3 separate regions of the Mus musculus genome follow, and all the other regions are linked to region 2. The links are chromatin contacts, called in public Hi-C and promoter capture Hi-C maps. All regions are on one chromosome and are shown on one strand. The core of a region is the stretch at or near the end of the contact, and the rest is flanking DNA. Distances in the headings are between cores, read along the strand shown. Region 1 holds the start of Zc3h12a (zinc finger CCCH type containing 12A). Region 2 holds the start of Laptm5 (lysosomal-associated protein transmembrane 5). Region 3 holds the start of E2f2 (E2F transcription factor 2).

Region 1 (4,221 bases), core at 247-2,746, 5.8 Mb after region 2:
GCATACAAAATTCCCATGCACATCAATACGGTAATTAAAAACTAAATAAAGTCAATAAAAATTATTGTTATCTCTTTTTAGACTGAATGTATGTAGCTATGTTGGTGGTATCTTTTACTATAAAACCATTTTATTAAAACAGCCAATGTCCTTAGAAGACAACTGCATTTGCTTAGACAGGTGAGATATGACTGAAGTATTGACACACAGTAATTAATTCTTACTTTTGAGTGTTTTGGCTTCCTGAGCCTCAGTTTCCCTATATGCAAGCATGCTGGTGACATAATAGACTTTGTCTTCCTGTGTGCAGGTCCTGGGTTCCCTTTCTCCCTCTCCTGGGCACCTCTCTCTTCTCTAGCACACACACATGCATTCGTGCATGCATGCAGGCACACTGACAGCCAGGCTCCCTTCCCTCTGCCCTGAGTCACTAGTGTCCCCCAGAATGCTCATAGTGGTCCCTGGTGCTACAGAGTGGGAGCTCCTATTTTTTTTTTCCAAGACAGGGTTTCTCTGTGTAGCCCTGGCTGTCCTGGAACTCACTCTGTAGACCAGACTGGCCTTGAACTCAGAAATCCTCCTGCCTCTGCCTCCCAAGTGCTGGGATTAAAGGTGTGCGCCACCACACCCAGCTGGGACCTCCTATCTTGATCTACATGGCTGAGGCCCTTCAGCTTTTTCCTGCATTTCTCAGAGGTAAATGGAGCAAGCATGATAACTCACACCTATAACCTCAGCACACAGGATCCTGATGGATGGGGCCACTGGGCTGTTTGAGGCCGGCATGGGTTACATAGCTTGACCTTGTGTCAGAAAGAACAACAAAAGCCAAAGAAAACAGAAGGTCCCTGAGCACAAGGATCTGTCCAATATCTAAGCCCCAGGATGATAATGTACAGGGCTGTGCTCGACTGAGGGATCTTGACCTCTTGAGGATAAGGGACAAGATGAGTTTTTGCAGTCTGCTTGATAGCATTCTTCACGGACTCTCCCATGGCGATTGGTGTCAATGTCCCTCCTTTTCCTGGCATTTCCTCCACCACTATGCAACTTGTGGTGGTGGAGCCCTCCTGTCTTGGGAAGGTATTTACTTCAAGAAAAGTGTCCCTGGTCCTGAGTGTGACTCTATCGCTGAACAGGCTTCAGTTCACAACCTATGTGACTGAACTGGAGTGGCCGGATCTCTGCCGGCTGTGGCCTCAACTTGTGCAACTAGAAACCTGGACCAAGCCGGTGGACGTGTCAAGTTGTTGAAGTGAACCTGCGAGGCCGTTCTATTCCGGTTTTGCATGGTGCACGGAACCTGCTTCTGCAGAGCCGGCGTTAAGCAGTCGGGTGGTACAAGCCTGGAGCCGCCCAGACTTCGTGTGGCCAGGGGCGTGGCTAGAGATGCTGGGGCGGGACTTGTTCAGAAACGGGGCGGAGCCGGCTCCGACCTACCGTGGGGCGGGGCAGGAGGGAGGCGGAGCAGGAAGGGGCGGCGGCCCTGCCCGGCTTCCGCGTCATTGCCCTTAAAGCACCTGCCCGCCTGTCGCGGCTACGAAGGTGCCGTCAGAGCCCGAGACTCGGCTCCATGGACACCTTACAGACGACGTCCGGCGCTCAGCGGGGTGAGTGCTACCGGGTGGAACGGGTGCTGCGCTGCGTTGGGTCTGACTCCGGGAGGGTCGCGCGCGGGCAGTGTCTCCATCGCTGGGACCCCGCTGAGTTCACCCTGGTGCGTGGAACGGGGTGTCTTGGGGCACCCGGCGTTCTCCGGGCTCTAGCCAGGACCTCCTCGCGTCACCGGGCCCGGTAGCCAACCAGAGTCGCCCAGCAACTTTTCTCTCCGTGGGTCACCCCGGAAACTTGTCCTTCCCAGAATAGAACTCTGTCCCTGAGCCGAAGTATGAGACTCGGAGACGAAGGCGGTGGCCACAATGGGGAAGCCCCTGGGTCCCCTGCGCACTTCCAGCCCCAGTTTCCTTCTGAGAGCCCCGCCCCTGCCTCTTGGGTCCCTTGGGTTGGCATGGAACAGAACGGGGTTTGGGGGTGGAGTCAGACCAAGTTCAAATGTTTGTATCACAAACTTTGAGTTGATGATCTTGAGTAAACGCTTACTGCCTGTGCCTCGGTCTCCCTCTTGTAAAAATAACTAATGCTGAGAGCTCTTTGAGAGCACAGCGTGGGCTGACACGTGAGAATGGCTTTGAATAGCGTCTTCTCAGTTCGTGTTGCCCCATTCTGTGGAAGAGAGTCTGAAAGAGACCTATATTGGGCATTGCTTGCCCTTAACCCTGTGGTCTGGTCAATAGGAGCTGTGATGGACACATTCCAAGAATGTGAAATATGAGTGACCCTTGTGGAACGAAGCCTGTCCAAGAATCCAACCCCACCATGAGTCTGTGGAGTCTTGAGGACAGACACAGCAGCCAGGGTCGACCTCAGCCAGACCAGGATCCTGTGGCTAAAGAGGCCCCTACTTCCGAGCTGCAGATGAAGGTGGACTTTTTCCGTAAACTGGGGTACTCGTCCTCTGAGATCCACAGTGTCCTGCAGAAGCTGGGAGTCCAAGCAGACACCAACACGGTGCTAGGGGAATTGGTGAAGCATGGCTCAGCTACTGAACGAGAATGCCAGGCCCTGACGGCCCCCAGCCCCCAGCCCCCTCTGGTGCCCCGGGGTGGAAGCACCCCCAAGCCTTCCACTCTAGAACCCTCACTCCCAGAGGAGGACAGAGAGGGCAGCGACCTGAGACCTGTGGTCATCGACGGAAGCAATGTGGCCATGAGGTATGTGTGGAGACCTGTGGAATAGTGTCTGTAGCTCTTCCTTTGGGAAGGGGGCTTGGCTTTTCTCTTGGACTGGTGAAGGAACACAAAAGCTGTCTGTGAGATCCCACCATGTGCCAGAAGGAACCCCTTAAGCCTTAAAGACTTCCTCAGGGCTGTTTCTCCAATGCTATAAGAAGGAAAACAGCTCAAATCCTTGCCAAGAGTCACACTTCTTGATAAATGAGAAGCAAAGATTCAAACCCAGCCTTCTTTGCCTGGAGTGTACCTTGTGCCATGGTCTATCCTTGCCTACGGCATGAGGCAGGACAGTATAAGGGATTAACCCGTGGGCCAGTCACTTAGCCAGTTGGGCTTTTTCTTCTCCTGTCAAACTTTCCACTCAGGTGGCCCCTGTGGGGAGAAAATTCATAGAACGTGGAGAGTTACAAGTACTCAGTGGAGCCGGGCGTGGTGGCACACACCTTTAATCCCAGCACTTGGGAGGCAGAACAGGCAGATTTCTGAGTTCAAGGCCAGCCTGGTCTACAGAGTGAGTTCCAGGATAGCCAGGTTCTATACAGAGAAACCCTGTCTCAAAAAAGAAGAAGTACTCAGTGGACAGATGTTATTCCATGACTTGAGTCTTCTGGGATCTCCTTGTCCCCGACTCGAGCTCCCACTGAAGCAAGGCTCATTAGTTATTCAGAGCTTCCTAGCCCTAACCAGCTGTGACCTTTTGGTCAGATCTGGCATCTTCAGATGCGTGTGTACGGGTAGCCTGATGCTCTGGGCTCAGGTGTGCTGTAATGAGAATCTATACTCCCTGAAGCCGCTCAGGCTGGCCTGACCTCTGGGGGTTCCCAGATCTCCTGCCGCCTTTGCATATCTCTCAAGGAATGGGGTGGGGTGGAGGCAGAATGGGAGCCAGGCTGCCTCTGACCTTAAGGAGCCCTGATTTCTCCCTTCTATCCAGGCCGCACCCTCCAGCTCTGCTTTCTCCCAGCTCCCTGCACAGCGGGCTGGTGAGTCAGGACTGGGTGGATAAAGTACAAGGAAAAGATCCTGTTGGCAGGGACCAGGGGAGACCCCAGCAAAAGAACAGGAAGAGGAGAAGTCTCCTTTCTAGATCCCCTGAGGGCTCTCCCAAGAGGACTGCCCAACTTGTTATGATGTCAGCTTCTTCGCCACCTGGCTCCTGGTCCTACCTACTCCCAGCCCAGCTGGGTCAAGTGAGCTGTCCAGCTGGTCCTGGCCCTACTTAGCTGGTTCATGGAGGCAGCCCTTCTCTACCACCTTTGGGTCTGTTGTCACATCTTTAAAATGGGCCGATCCTGGGCTGGAAGGCTGAGAAATGCTGGCTTCTCTGCCAGAGGGCAGAAGGGTCAACTGGTTACCTTCCGAGTCTCGAGTTCTCTCTGAGGTCCTGAATTAGGAGGGGGGTCTGACTTCCCCTGAGAGTCCTAGGCTG
Region 2 (4,575 bases), core at 1,712-4,211:
GGTCACCGCAAGTACCAGCCCCACCCCACCCCCACCCCAATATCAGGAAGAGAAGCAGGAACCCAGCAAGAGAGAGCCCAGGAATTTCTCTACTAAAAGACCGGCCAGTGCCCCCTCTCCCTTCCTGCCACCAACTTAGGACACAAGGAAGAACTCAGAGGCCATCCAGGGACCCTGCTCTCATTCCCCTGTGCCCAAGGCAAGCCGGGGGCCTGGAGCATCCGAGCACAAACCCGTTGGCCAGGTAGGATCTTCCTGTAACTGCACCCTACAGTTCCACAAAGCGTGGCCCCATCTCGGTCGTCAATGGCCCAATTTAATCCTCCCCACAGGGACCAAGTGCACAAATAGCTCTCAACGTACAGAGAAGTCACCCATGGCTGGCTCCAGATGACGGCAGCATGAGTGACTGGTACATCTGGTGGTGGCTTCTCTTTTTTCTACCAGATGTTTGACGTCCTGTTGGCACACCTGGCACCCACCTGCTGTGCCAAAGGAAAGCCCCCCTCCAACCCCCAGCCCTTTTCCTGATGGAAGTGGAAAAGCGCCTCTGGCCAAGGAGGTAGGAAGATCATCTGTGTGTTCTAACCCAGTCCCTGGGATGGGTATCTGACTTTCAGGCTTCTCTGCTCTTTCTTATACCCCTACCCCGCGGCTCTACAACATTCCATGGCTCTGAATGACTCACATACCACGCAGTGGTTTTGCAGACTGCACAATCATGGCTCAAAGTCTAGGGACCTGGAACGGTGGCTAGGAGGTGACCTTCTTAACACAATGCAAAGAATGACCAAGCCCCAAATAACACTGGAGCACCAGAGGAAAGGCTCAAAGGCTCAACTTCACACAAAGTCACTTCCTCCCCCCACCAACTGTCTCAGTAGGGTCCGGAACCTGGCATACCTCGGGCACACCAGCTCCTCATCCACACTCCCCCTCCCACACTACAGTATCCCCACCTGTGACACTCACTCCAGGAAGCCTTCCCTGATCGCTTGACCCACAGTGTCCTGATCTTTATGGAAACGGGACATCACTCATGCACCCACAGCTGAGGTGCTTAGACCGCATGAATAAAAAGAAAACCCAATGGTTGCACGATGCAGCCTGCCAGGTTTATTTACTTTTTAATATGTTTATGCTCTTCTGAGATGCCAGCCAATCAGACAGGAAACATTTCTCTGCAAGACAGGAGCAGAGCCACCAGAGCAGATGGAGCAAGGGTTCCAGCGACCGCAAGCCCCTCCACCCCACTGAAGCCACTTAGTGACCCACCCCCACCTCCAGCATACTGCAAACGTCTAAGTTCAAAGATCCCATCCACAGCCCCTGGTCTCCACTTTAGATAGGGAAGCAAGCCCCAAGCCGGGTTTTCCCAGGAGCTCAAACAGCTGGCTCTGGCAGAGCTGGCATAAGGACCCTTGTCACGTCCTTCCCAGAATGGTGTGCTATCTCAGCAATGACAATCTGAAAGAATTGATGCCGAGACAGAGTGCCACCGCCCCTCTCAGCTCCTGTGCTGGCTGAGGCTGTACAGGACAGACTCTGAGTCTCCCCATCCCCCATGCCAGGCCCTAGAACAGTGGTTCTCAACCTATGGGTTGAGACCTTTTTGACAACTCTTTATCTAAAAATATATTTACATTATGATTCATAACAGTAGTAAAATTATGGTTATGAAGTAGCAATGAAAATAATGTTACGGTTGGGGAGGGTGGGGTCACCACAACGTGAGGGACCGTATTTAAGAGTCGCAACATTAGGAAGGTTGAGAACCCCTGCTTTCGGTGGACAGGTGGGTCAAGACACACTCATGGAAAGGCAGGGGACCATGTTGCACATGTCCCTCATGCTTTATAGATATCAACTTCACCCACACAGCCACCCAACACACAGCTCTTATCATCCTCATCTTCTGTTTTGATCTAAAGAAACAGGCTCAGAGAGGTTCAACAAGTCATGTGAGACTGCACAGCAAAGGCTGGGAATGGGGGAGGGGGGCAGGGAGGTGCACACAAGAGCTTCAGGACAGAACTGGTTTGTACCACTGCCTGGTGCCACACGGCCTGTGGCCGGAAGCAGATGTCACCAGGCTCTGCGCAGCAGCCTACGGATTTAGGTTGATTTTGAGGAAGCTCTTCCAGGCCCAGGAGAGCTGTTAGCCACAGGTTCTGTCTGAGTCACTGAAGCCAAGAAATGTTTGGGCCTCAGAGAGCTAAGTGTGGCCAGGGGCAGGGGGTGAGGGGTAAATCCCAGCAGAAGAGAACAGAGACTCCAACTTTAGGCCACTCCAAAGGGAGAGCCTTATCCCTGGTCACTAAGACTGGACCTGGGGTCACACTGTGACAATGACAGCCACTGTGACATGCTGGCTGCCCCCCACCACCCCCAAGCAGTTCCCCAGCCACAAAGCTTAAGCCATCCTTGAAGGGAGAAGGTGGCAGCTTGACTGAGCTGTGAGCTGAGAGGAAGCAGTCGCTGGTTCCCAGTAGAAGTCCAAAGGTAAACCCAGACCCCAGACTAGGAAAGGGCCCAGAAAGCCCTACACCCGGGCCTGTGTGGAGCTTGGCATCCTGGAACAATCCCAACCTGCACTCCTCCCCGTTGCCAGCCTGCCTTTCTCTTTGCACAGCCACAACCAAAAGGGCACTATTCTGTTCAACTCCACAGGGAACTACTAAGGCCCAGAGTAGCACAGGGCTTGTCCAGGGTCCCACAGACAAGTAATAGGTAGCAATCCCCCAGTTGGAAGGTCTCAGTGTGTCCTCACGCACACACACACACACACACACACACACACACACACACACACACCAAACACCCCAGACTCCCCAATACTCACTATGTGGTAAATGGCCAGGGCTATGGTGGCGACTCGGATGTTGAAACAACAGCATGTCTGTCTGACCGGCGCTGCACGGGAGGCCATGGTGCGCAGTCCCCTCTTCGGAGGCTCTGAGTAAGGAGTCTTGGGCCCACAGCAGAACAAAAAAGAGGAAGCCACAGGCTGCCTGCCTCACTTCCGCCTTGCCCTCAGACGGTAGGGGCCAGGTCTGTAAGTCTGGGTTGTAGCAGCTGCAGGGGAGGGAAGGGGGGGGGGGGTCACAGGGAGCCCGACTGAGGCATCTACCACTCCCAGGGGCTCCAATGCTTCACCAGGGCTGGGCTCCGCATTTATATGCACTCTGCTTCCTGGATGCTGAACACCGCCCTAGAAGCCCTTTTCTAGAAAAAGAATCCGATATGGAAATCTGTCCCTAATCAAACAGTAGTTCTAATGGAAGGATTCAAACTCAAATGTGTCTGGTTGTAAAAACAGTAGCTGTCAGTAAACTGCTCCTTCGAGATCCTGTGAAGCTTAGCTCCTTACCTGGGCTGTTCCAGGGAGGGACTGTTGGTTTGGTTTGGTTTGGTTTGGTTTGGTTTGGTCTGGTCTGATTTGGTTTGGTTTGCGGGGGGAGGGGGGGGGCAGGGTTTCTTTGTAGAGCCCTGGCTGTCCTGGAACTCACTCTGTAGAGCAGGCTGGCCTCAAACTTATAGAGATCTGCCTGCTTCTCCCTACCAAGTGTTGGGATTAAAGGCGAATACTGTCACTTCCCAGGAGGAGGTGCTATTCTTATCCCCATTGCACAGATGAAAAAACTGAGGCACAGGATGAAGCCATTTCTCCCTTGCAGTCACCAAGATAGTCTAAAAAGGAGTGGGAACTGGAACGGAGGCCAACTGCCTCTAGAGTAGTAATTCTCAACCTGTGGATCATAACCTGTCCAGGGGTCGGCCGACCCTTTCATGGGAGTCACATATCAGATATTCTGGATATCAGATATTTACATTACAACTCATAGCAGAAGTAAAATTACAGTTATGAGGTAGCAACAAAACATAATTTTATGGGTGGGGATCACCACAGCATGAGGAACTAACTGTGTTAAAGGACCACAGCACCAGGAAGGTTGAGAACCGCTGCCCTAGAGGCCCTCCCTGAAGCTGGGCTTCTCACACATCTCCATCTCCTCCTCACTCTGGGCTCTGAAGAATTGTCACATGGGAAGCCATAGGCATGAGTGTGTACCAGGCCCCTGTAATAGGCTCTTTCTCTTGTGGTCTGTAACCCCTGGAGGAGATCTGGGAGACCCCTGGCCGAACCCGCTTTGCAGGGTCCCTCGAGACAGAAACCTGGGATTGTGCGTTCTTCCCCACTCTCTAAGAAACGTTGGAATTAGTAAGTTTGAGACTCTTCCCTGACTTAAGACTCTTCCCTGATGTCTCAGGGGATAAATGACCCACGCTGCAATAAAGGAAGGGACAAGAAGCCCTTGCTCAGACCTGTGGGAAGCCCCAAGCAGGTGTCCTGTGACACTGTGGAGTTTGGATTGGACACCACAGCATTTTTTGCCCCAGGAGAGATTAGAAACGGCCCCCAGCATACTCATCTTGAAAAGAGTTGTCCTGTCAGGGCAACAAAATCAGGCAGGTTGAGCACTGGGGGGATAGCTTAATCGATAGAGTATTTGCCAAGCAAGCTTGAGGACCTGAGGTCCTGAGTTCAGGTTCCCAGCACACGTGTGCTGGCTT
Region 3 (4,067 bases), core at 785-3,284, 5.3 Mb before region 2:
GCCCTGTAAAATGGGCATGACAACACAGCCATGCCACTTCCTGCACTCCCAGGAAAGGGATCATGGGAGGTAAAACTAAAGCTTGACTCCAAAGGCAGAAAATGAGGCTGGCTCTGCCTAGAGCCAGAGAGGTGACCACTGAGCTCTGAGCCTGCCCCAGGGGTGGAGAAAGAAAAGACAGAGCCACAGGTCGGACAAAATACCCTGGGGACACAGGGTGGTCTTATCCCTGTCCCTAGACTTACCATACCCTACAAATACCATCTCCCCTCCTTGACACCTGCTTCCAAACCTGGAACTAACAGAGGAGACAAGCCAAGGAAGATATATTTTCTAGAAGAGGAAAGGTGGGGCTGGCGAGATGGCTCAGTGGGTAGAGGAGTTTGCCACCAAGCTGAACAGCTTGAGTTTGATCCCCAGGACCCACTCTGAAAAAGAAAACCAACTCTGAAAAGTTGTGCTCTGACCTCCAAACACAGTGTGGCACAAACGGTCCCATCCCCCACATAAATGTAATTTTAAAACTTTTTTTTTTTAAGAAGAGGAAACAGAGGCCCTGACATCCAAATATACACAGTGAAGACCAGAGCTGAAACCAGCCACCCCAACCCTCCCTCTAACTCCCTCAGGCCCTTTCTCATCCATTCCCACAAACCCTGTACTACAGCCCAAACGCCACCACACCAGGCCTTCCCTGACAACACATCTCTCACTCGCGAGGTCACAGTCCATCTGAACAGGAAACCCAAGAGACGGACTACATTTGCATTGCTACTGGCTATTTCGGACGATGAGCAGGCTGTGGGGAGGACCTGAGGACAACACTTGAGAAGGAGCTGGCTAGACAACTCTGGTCCAGATACCAGGCTGGACCAGAGACCTGGGAGACCTATGCGGATTTAAAGTCACCAGGAAATCCCACAGGCCAAGCCCCTGGCCTGAAAAAGCAGGTGTTGGTTCTGGCGTAAACAATGAAAGAATGAATGAACTTAAGCATCGTCGATGCCTTGGAAGCTTCCTCAAGGTCACGCAGGCGCTAGGGGCACTGGGCTAGGTCTCCAGGCTCCCCTGACCAGTGCTCATTGCAGTCCGCGACAGCAGGCGAGATTACTTCACGGAGTCGGAAAATGAAAGGGTTCTCTCTACTGCCAGTCCCGCTTCCCCACCTCAACCAGCTGTAATCAAGCCGTAGGGCGTCCCAAGCACCCTCTCTCCTTTTTCCCCACCCAGACACGTATACGGGAAGTACAGGGGGTCCCCCAGCATTACCGGCAGCCGGCCTGCGGGTGCACATCGCACAATTTGGCCCTCGGGTCCGTGGGGAGTGGCGTCGAGGCAGGTGCCCAGCGCCACAGAGGAAGGCACCGTCTGCGTGTAAAGCGAAGTGTAGTAGGTGGTGGCGGTGGTGGCCGGGCAGAGCTGGGGGCTGCTCAGACCCGAAGGCCACAGCTCGGTGGGGTTCAGCGCCGGCAAGCTCTTTGTAGGTTGCGCCGTGGCCGGAGCCAGGGTCCGCGGCGCGCGCAGCATGGCGAGTGCGGCGCCCCCTACCCACTCGGGTCTGGCGCGCGCGCGCGGGGCACCTGCGGGCTTTGCAGCCGGCTGCACCGCGGACGCCGGGAGCAGCCGCCAATGGACGCCCGCCGGGCAAGGCCGGACCCTCCCCTCCTGGCCCGCCGCCCAGCGCTGCCGAGCTCGGAGATCGCCACTCGGAGATCGCGTGGCACAGGTGGCACTGCCAGGAGTTGGCCCGGTCCGGCTCGTGCCCCGAATATCTGGGCGTCCGGAGTCGCGCCCGTGCGTGAAAGCGTCCCGGAATGCCCACGGACCCCGCGGACACTCGTGTGCTCTGACCCGCGAAGGGTGTCCTGTGCGCCCTGCTGAGCTCTGCGTTCACCCCTCTAGTTCCCGTCCCTTGCTTGGACTCCTTTTTCTTTTCTTTCTTCTTTTTTCTTTCTTTTTCTTTTTTTTTTCTTTTTTTTTTTTTTTAGCGCCAAACTATATGCCGCCAAATTCGGATCTCCCGCGGAAAATGCCGCGCCTCGATTGGCTGCTACAATATATATAGGCTCCTCCCACCCACCCACCCCCGGAAAGGCTTAGTCTAAGAAACAGCGATTACGACAGGAGCTTAGTGGCTTAAAGGGGCCGCGACATCTGCTGACTTCAGCGTCCTCTTGTAACAGTAGGCGAAACTGAGGCAGGAGGTGCATCTGGAACACCCAGCATAAGGACCAACAGTACAGCGAAGAGCGCTGAGGAGCGGACCTCTTTTCCTTGGGGGTGGGGCCAAACATTGAAAGAGAGTCAGAGTCGGGACCTGAGTCTTGACCCTCAAGTGCATTTCCCTGGCCACAAAACCTTTTGTTTTCGCTTTGTTGCTTAGTTAGGTTAAATCATTTATTAATATATTAATTAATATAACCAATATGTCCTCTTTCTCTTCAAATGAAACCCAGGAACCTGTTCCTCCAGGCTTTAATTGGCAGAGGGGCAGGGAAGGGTGGCGCCTCCCTTTTATGTTTTTCTTCAGGAAAAAAACTAACCTCTATTGAGCGCCTACTGTACGCCCGTACAGTACACTAAGATTAGACCATTATATATGTTATGTTGTTTAATTTATCCCATCAATCCGGAGAAGTGGGATGGGTAAGACCAGGGAGTCGGAGGGGCGGGATATTGTGCCTCGGGTCATTCACAGATTCGCTGATCTGAGAATTGGCAGTCAAATGTAGGACAGTCCAGGTCGGGAGTCTTTGTTCTAGTAAAGAGCTCCTTTCCACTCTCCCAAACTCTGCCCCGCCCTTGACAGGCACAGCGTGGGTGAGGGTCCAGAGTTTGTCAGGTCATTTTCCCCAACAGGACCCAGCACTCTTCCTTCCTGAATCAAACACCTCCAGGTTTCTTCTACACAAATTTTTGTTTGTTTGTTTTTGTTTTTGTTTTTGTTTTTGTGAGACAGGGTTTCTCGGTGTAGCCCTGGCTGTCCTGGAACTCACTTTGTAGACCAGGCTGGCCTCAAACTCAGAAATCCACCTGCCTCTGCCTTCCAAGCACTGGGGTTAAAGGCGTGCGCCACCATTGACCGGCCTAAACAATTATTTTACCACAACAGGAGGGGGGGTGGGCTGAGTCCCCGTGTTAAGACCTGATCAGATCATCACAAACCAGGTAGCCCAGGCTTTCTCTTCGACATTCTTAATTCACATCCAGTCCCCTAACCCTTTTGTGAAAGCTGTTTGACAAGATTTCTTCTCCATTCTCTGGGTCTTTTTTTTTTTTCTCTCTCTCTCTCATTCCTTATGTCGGAGTCACAGAGAAATCTCATGGCACAGTATATGCAAAGCCTTCGGCACAGAGCTTGGTCCATGAGAATCGACAGCTGTTGCTATATCAGACTTGATCTGGAATACACAGGCCTCTTTAGTCTACAGTAGACCACCAAGAGGTGGTGACACATGACTTTAATGCCAGCATGTGAGAGGCAGAGGCAGGTAGATTTCTGAGTTCAAAGACAGCCTGGTCTACTGAGTGAGTTCCAGGACAGCCAGGGTTATACTGTCTTGAAAAACCAATAAACAAATAAACAAACAAACAAAAAATAGTCTGCTATTTCACTGGTCCCTTAAGTCCCAGCTTAAACTTCTCCTCCTCCCGGAAGCCTTCCCTGCCTGTTTGCCCTCTCTCACCCTGAAGGCCTTTACTCTTTGAACGTTTATTGTGGTTTGCCTCAAGCAAGACTTGGCTTTCTTGCCTTGTAAATCATTGCTTTCTATCTAAGTTTTTTTCAATGCTCTCAGTCAAGTCTCTCTCTGAATGAGGCCTGGCTTGGCATGCAGAAGGTGGATAATAAGTGTTACGACTTGCTTGTGTGTCCGGCAAAGAGAGGCAATAGTGAGTGAGATTTGAAATCAGAAAGTCTAGGGATCCCTCACAAAGTCCTGCCCACTACGTCCTAGCTGAACAGCCCTGGGCAGGTCAGCTGTGGGGCCACCTCTCGGAACCTCCATTCCCTCAACCACCCAATACAGAGAAAGCTGCTACTCGGCCTGGGGCCAAGATCTTCCCTC

What was found. Promoter capture Hi-C pulls out the DNA fragments that hold promoters and counts their contacts. A called contact is a pair of places that touch in the nucleus more often than the background predicts.
Region 1: a Hi-C map of CD8 T cells shows a contact between it and region 2, with 5 times the contacts expected there. The contact joins the promoter of Zc3h12a here to the promoter of Laptm5 in region 2. A contact is called at or near these places in 1 of 39 promoter capture datasets (pre-B cells) and 2 of 484 Hi-C or Micro-C datasets (CD4 T cells and CD8 T cells).
Region 3: a contact with region 2 is called in a promoter capture Hi-C map of pre-B cells, with 4 times the contacts expected there. The contact joins the promoter of E2f2 here to the promoter of Laptm5 in region 2.

The regions. Positions count from the first base shown.
Region 1 is chr4:125,125,156-125,129,376 of GRCm38.p6, reverse strand. Zc3h12a (zinc finger CCCH type containing 12A) reads left to right here and starts at 1,496. Exons shown (of 6, transcript NM_153159.2): 1 at 1,496-1,610; 2 at 2,295-2,771. The coding sequence starts at 2,329.
Region 2 is chr4:130,911,702-130,916,276 of GRCm38.p6, reverse strand. It overlaps Laptm5 (lysosomal-associated protein transmembrane 5), which reads right to left and starts at 2,961. Exons shown (of 8, transcript NM_010686.4): 1 at 2,843-2,961. The coding sequence starts at 2,929. Gm38599 (a long non-coding RNA gene) reads left to right here and starts at 2,385. Exons shown (of 5, transcript XR_001784452.2): 1 at 2,385-2,502.
Region 3 is chr4:136,170,241-136,174,307 of GRCm38.p6, reverse strand. E2f2 (E2F transcription factor 2) reads right to left here and starts at 2,034. Exons shown (of 7, transcript NM_177733.7): 1 at 1,270-2,034. The coding sequence starts at 1,527.